Regions from separate parts of the Mus musculus genome. Here region 2 is linked to region 1. Evidence: chromatin contacts called from public promoter capture Hi-C data. All regions are on one chromosome and are shown on one strand. Each heading gives the region's core, a stretch centred on a gene start, on an enhancer-like site or on the middle of the called end of the contact. The rest is flanking DNA. Distances are from core to core; before and after follow the strand shown.

Region 1 (3,315 bases), core at 231-2,730:
GTTGACTTTATTTAATCCCGTTTACAGTATTGAAGCAGCTCTTGGATTAAAGGTGTGTGCTGAGACTGAGCCATACCACAACTAAAAAAGGTTTTTCCAGTAAGTAACACCATTGTGGGGCTCACAGTGTGATTAGATACCCTGCAGCCGCCTGCTGCACTCTCAAGGGTATGCTCTAGAAGCTTACCTTCCTCTTCAGACATGTAGTTATAGCTGAAGCTTATTAGTGATGTGTTCACATATATGCAGGCAAAACACTCATACATAGGGGCTGGAGAGATGGCTCAGTGGTTTAGAGCACTGACTGTTCTTCCAGAGGTCCTGAGTTCAATTCCCAGAACCCACATAGTGGCTCACAACCATCTGTAATGGAATCCGATGCCCTCTTCTGGTGTGTCTGAAGACAGCTACAGTGTACTCATAAATAAAATTAATAAATCTTTTAAAAAATATAGACATAAAGTAAAAAAAAAAAAACTAAAACAATTTACAATTTGGTAGCTGGGGAGATGGCTCGGTGGGTAAGAGTACTTGAGGGTCTGAGTTCTGATCCCAGGATCCATGTAAAAATCTAGGTGAGATCATCTGTGCCTGTAACCCCAGAAGTGTGGGTTACAATCCCAATTGCTGGAGCTTACTAAGAGAACAGAAACACAGCAGGACACTTTTCCCCCAGCCTTCATGTGTGCACAGGACATGTCTAGAATTGTTGGATTATTTGAGCAGAGGAAAGAACACTTAAGTTTTGAAAAAAAAATACTAGAATAAAAGATTAACAGATGAAAAATGCTCTAATGGGCTTATCAGTAGACAGTTCATCTATGAAGCCTGGGAAGTCAGTTGAAAATTTACATAATTACAAAGGGAAAAAATCTTGAGAATCCTATAGAAAAATTAATTTCAGCCATAAACAGCGATTAAAAATTACAGTGGGGCTGGAAAAATGGCTTAGCAGTTCAGTGCACTTGCTGCTCTTTTAGAGGTCCCACATGGCAGTTCACAGCTCTGTAAGGTCAATTTCAGGGGACCCAACGCCCTCTTCCAGCCTCTGCGGGCACTGCGTGTATGTGGTGCACAGCCACAACACACAAGCAAAACAGTAAGGTAAAAATAAATCCTAAAAAAAAAAATGCAGCGCAGAGTGACATGTTGATTGTTGACTTGTCATATCTGTCACAACCACTCTTAACAAGCGAACGACCCCCTCCTCTAAGCAGAGTCCTTTGAGGCAGACCCTGACGCGCCAGAGCAAGCCACTCTTTCCTCCTTTGCAAATAAGTTTTCCCTTTGAATCAACAGCGACTTTTCCGTCAAGCTCTTCACTTCAGAACTGGAGATCTTGGGAGAAGATAATTGGTTTCTGTGAAGACAAAAACGACAGGTTGATTCCCAACGCTGAGGCGGCTGCGAGCCCGGGCCCAAACTACGAGTCCCAGGCTGCCCCGCGGCCGCGCTGGCCGCCGGGAAGTGCCTCCCAAGATTCCCGGAGCCGCGCTGGTCCGCGGCTTGAGGAGTTCCTGACTTCCACCATGCCGATGAAGGGTCGCTTCCCGATCCGCCGTACGCTGCAGTACCTGGGTCGCGGGGACGTGGTATTCAAGGAGTCTGTGAAGATCATGACCGTGAACTACAACACGTATGGGGAACTGGGCGAAGGCGCCAGGTCAGTGTGGGTCACAGCCCTCGGGGTTCAGTGAAAGAAGCTGAGGCAGTGGAGGGCATCCCGACTGATCCCCGATAGAAACCCGAGTGCTCCTCCACCGGAGGGATGGGTTGCGGCTGGAAGGCTGGCCCCTTGTGCGAGGCTGTGGCGCGGGGAACGCCTTGGGAGCGGAGTAGTAAGTTTCCGCACCTGTGCACAGCATGGCTTGCTGCTGCTTAGGACACTTGATGAATGAAAGGTTTCATTGACCCGTTTATCATCTCTGAGCAATGCTTTGGACCCTTCCGAACTTACTGCACATTTATTGAGCGCCCAAAACGCTGGGTTCAGTACTGGGATTTTCCACAGTACGGGATAAACATGACTGTAGATAGAAGTGGATTTGTAGAACGGATCAGAAAGAGAGAAGAGAATAATTTTCAAGGTGGAGAGTGGCCCCTGTGGCAAAGACCTTGACTTCATGAGAGCCAGAAGCCGCCTTCAAGCCATTTTCTCTGGTCAAGTTGACCCCCAAGACCTAAGATTTGCTAGCCTGGGATCTGCTGGGGTGAGGGCTCTCTGGAACCCTCTCGGTGGACCAGAGGGTTCGGGCTCTACTCCCCACTTGTCAGGAGTTTATGCATATGCAAAGGCCTCTTAACTAGTTGTATGACCTTGGGATCACACAAGTTCTCTCAACTTCTGACAGCATTTTTCCTAGGCGGAACACCACAACATCAGTGTGTTGGTGGTGGTGTGGGGTTGCTGGAGAATAAAGTGCCTGGCAGAGTGCAACAGGTGCTGACCTTGTGCCCATTTGATCCAGTAGGTGCATCTATATCTATCTGGTTTGTGGGCACAAGGCTCTGTGCTTTGGGATGGGAAGACAGAGACTTGCTGACAAGTTCTGCCTTCAAGCTTTTGGGTGGTGTGCTGTGGAGCTTTCAGGGCAGTGTTTCCTCCCCAGAAGCAGTTCTTTCACTTTTTCAAGTTTTGTGTTGATGTAATTACTTAAAGGTCTCCACCCCACCCGACCCTGTGTTTGTGTATGTGTGGATACATTAGCATTCAACCAAAGATAATGTTTCTAAGGAGCTGGCTGACTTGGTTTCTTTTTGAAATAGGGTCTCTCAGCCTGGGCTTCATGGATTCAGCTAGGCTGGTCAGTAAGCCTGGAGCCAGCAAGCAAGGGCTCACACCTGGCCTTTTACCTCTCTCTCTCTCTCTCTCTCTCTCTCTCTCTGTCTGTCTGTCTCTCTCTGTGTGTGTGTGTTTTGTATGTCATGAGAGTTTATTTACACCATATGTGTGCAGGTGCCCATGAAGCCAGAGGGTGTTGGATTCTCTGGCACTGGAGTTACAAGTGGTTGTGAGGCACTTGATGTGGGTACTGGGAACTGAACTCAGGTCCTCTGGAAGAACAGTAAGCACTCTTAATTGCTGGGCCATTTCTCCAACCTCAAGTAAAATCTTCCTTAAGTTTTAATTGAGATAGGGTCTCACGGTGTGCCTAGCTGGCCTGGAACTCCTTTATAAACCAGGCTAGCTTCCAGCTAACAACAGATCTTCTTGCTTATCTCTGCTTCCTGACTACTGAGTTTAAAGATGTGTGACACCACACCTGGCTTGCTTGTAAAAATGTATATGTGAGTGTTTTACCTCCATGTATGTAT
Region 2 (3,315 bases), core at 305-2,804, 5.0 Mb before region 1:
CCCTCCCTCCCTCCCTCCCTCCCTTCCTTAATTAGAATAGAGTCATTGCAGATATAATACAGAGGACCCAATCTGATAAGGTAGGCATCCCTATTAGAAGAGGTGAGAGGGATGTGGGAGGAAGATTAGACAATGGAGTGCTGTACCTGTACCCAGGGAACAAAAGGATTGACTGCAGACTTGAAGCTAGGAGAAGCATGGTGCATTCTCCATGAAGATTTCAGAGGGAGGACAGCTCCAGTGAACAACTTCAGACTTCTGGCTCCAAACCACAAAAGCATTTCTGTCATTTTAAGCCATCCTGTTAGTAGTTCTGGTAGTCCTAGGGAATGTTTTGGGGGATAAAATTACATTTCCCCTTTCCCTTCCGTCCCTCTAAACTTTTTCATAGACCTCTATTGCTCTCTCTCAAATTAAGTCTCTTTTATTAACTGTTAAGTATATAAGTGTGTATACATATGCGTTCTCAAATGCATTAATTAGTACAACCCTCAGTCTGTATGATGATTTCGGGGCTGCTCATTTGGTAGTGTGTAACCTTCCCAGGGGAAGATTTACCCCATTCCTAGCTTCGGCATTCCTTAAGTACCCGTGGTTCTTTGTGTAGGGTAGGAGTCTCTTTTCACAAAGGGCTAATGCTTGAATTAAATTTAGCCTTTAAATGCTGGTAGAAAATTTTTCTTTAGCATTATTAGAACCAAACCAAACAGCTGCTGACTGGACAAGGAAGGCCATCGACTTTAAATTTTCTCCCATGACCAAGTGTGGGAAAGAGAGCATACAAGCTGTATCTTTTAGGCAGTGTGCACAGTATGTACTGATGGGTTAATATTTTATTGCTTGCCAAGTGGCTTAACCCATCCAAACCGCTGTTACAAACTGCCATAAAGTGGCTGGCTCATAGGCTACAGAAACTTGATTTTTACTGTTCTTGTGACTGGGAGGTCCAAGACGAGCACAGCTGATGAGAGCCATCTATTTCTAGTTCATGGCTGGCGTGACCTTGGTATGTTATGCTTGAGAGGGCGTAGGCACCTCTTAATAGGGCATTCATCTCTTTCCCGTGGGTGTCACAGTCATCTCGTGACCCAGAAAGTTCCTTAAAGCCCCACCTCTTAACATAGGAGTGTGCTGATGAACGCCATTCAGATGACAGAATTAGGTTGAGAGGGAGGTGGTTTCATCTGTTAATGTTCCAGGACCTGGGGACCGTGCCCATCAAGTCAGGCATAGACATCCAGGCCAGGCGAGAACTGGCCAACTACTTTTTGAGTACCAAGATTAATAAGTGTGAGGCCTAGCCGCCGGGATTATAGCGAGGCACACGCGGCTCTGGTCGCTCCCGGAGGTCTGGGCCTCGGCGCAGATCGCGTCCCTCAGTTGAGAACGGCCATGAAGCCCAGAGGCGGCTGGTAACTAAGGGCTCCGCTCCGCTCCCGGATGTGGCTTCACGCTACCGCCTCCGTCCTTCCGTCTGGGCGGAACTCGGCTCCCGGATCTGGTGGTTGTGTACGTGGAAGGGCGGCGCATGCGCGGCGGGGCCCGGCTCAGCTGTGCGGAAGGCTCGCAGCGCCGCGCGGCCGCGGGAGGCGGTGGGGCCGGGGCCGCCGCTGAGGCCGCCGGAGCCGGCCGGAGCCGGCGCTGAGGAGGGGCCATGAGCTGGTTCAATGCCTCGCAGTTGTCCAGCTTCGCCAAGCAGGCCCTGTCCCAGGCCCAGAAGTCCATCGACAGGGTCCTGGACATCCAGGAGGAGGAGCCGAGCGCCTGGGCCGAGGCCATCCCGTACGGCGAGCCGGGTAAGCGGGTCCCGGGGTGTCGCGCCTGCCTGCCTGCCTGCTGTCGGACCCCAGTCCCGCACGCCTCGGCCCCGGTGCGGGTCCTGCTGACCTCAGGTGTCAGCTCGAGCTCTGGTCCTGGCCCCAGGCCCCTGACTACAGAGTCAGGAGCACAGCCCCAGATCCCCAATTGCTAGGCGTCTTCCGCCTTGGCGCCCTAGGTCCGAGCCTTGTAAATCCCCAGTCCCGGAGCCCCGCGGGAAGCGTTTAAGGAACACAAAAGACTTTGTTTACAAAAAGTTCACCGTCTCAAAACAACCCGAGTCAGGGATGGTAGACCCCGTGTTCTACAGAGGAGCTAACCGAAACTCAGAATGCATAACTTTCTCCAGGTGAGGCACAGTCTGTACGGGGCAGAGTCCCAAGAGAATTTGTGCTCCAAGAGTTCCCAACTGTAGCCCTTTTTGCAGCACCAGATCTTTCAGATGAACTGAAATTACTCTTTCCAGGATTATTCGGTTGCTTGTGTCTTTACGTCTAAGGGAGTCTGGAGCACTTTTCGTGTGTAGCAACAGACACTGGGGCAAACCTTTGGATGAAAGTTAACTGTGGTTTCTGGTTTTAGATGTACATTGTTGAAAACTCGGGACCTAAGTTGAATCATTGATAACGTAGTTTATGTATGACTGTAGATATATCGTGATCTTATTTCATTCTCTGTGGCACCTTGCTATTGGGAAGCTCGCCTTTTTGTGGTTGGACCCCAGAGCTGGAGTTACTAAACTTAAGATCAGATGTTTCAAATAAAAAGATACTCATTATCCCCCGCCCCGGGCGAAATCTGAGACATGGATAGTGCTGTATAATTTATTTTAGAGGGCAGGTTGTCTGAAATGGAATATGCTTTCTTGAATGCTATTTTCATTGATCATCTGTTGTGTTTTAGATTACAAAACAACATGGGTCTGAAGAATAGGAATAGTTTAAGTGGATGTGTGGTTACTATAATTTTGTACCACATTTTTCAAGAGGCAAAGTTAAACCCTGGTATCCGTGAGGATGCTAATTAGCTACCTCGAAGACCTAATCTTGCCTTAAGCTTTGTTTTCTGGTTTCACACACTGAACAAATAAATGTAAAACTCTGTTCCCAGTTCAGTTTCCCCAACACTCTTCATTCCTCATAGCTGTGGAATCACGTTAAGAGGCAGATTTTATTAAAGGGCTTCTTGAGTTGTTTTTTTTTTTTTTTTCTTCCTCAGGAAGTCTGTGTACCCTTTCCATAAGCTTCTAATTGCAGAGTTTTGGTAATTTTGCTATCTTAAAAAATGTGGAAAAAATAATTTGGGGTTTAAGAGAGGGGAACTTGCAGACTGGTCATTAAGTACATAAAAGTGAATTCATTCACTAGAACTCACTGTTCTCATCAGTTTAATTATGATTTTTGAAAAAGACTGTCTCTATTATCTCAGGTTAAGTTTTGAGCATTGCTGTCTGTTTAGTTTATAATGTTACAAGAATAAAATGAGCGTGTGGCTGGA

The links. Promoter capture Hi-C pulls out the DNA fragments that hold promoters and counts their contacts.
Region 2: a promoter capture Hi-C map of liver shows a contact between it and region 1, with 2.8 times the contacts expected there. The contact joins the promoter of Tmf1 here to the promoter of Mrps25 in region 1. A contact is called at or near these places in 3 of 39 promoter capture datasets (cranial neural crest, liver and pre-B cells).

The regions. Positions count from the first base shown.
Region 1 is chr6:92,182,188-92,185,502 of GRCm38.p6, reverse strand. It overlaps Mrps25 (mitochondrial ribosomal protein S25), which reads left to right and starts at 1,480. Exons shown (of 4, transcript NM_025578.4): 1 at 1,480-1,663. The coding sequence starts at 1,530.
Region 2 is chr6:97,177,363-97,180,677 of GRCm38.p6, reverse strand. Tmf1 (TATA element modulatory factor 1) reads left to right here and starts at 1,554. Exons shown (of 17, transcript NM_001081111.2): 1 at 1,554-1,796. The coding sequence starts at 1,655.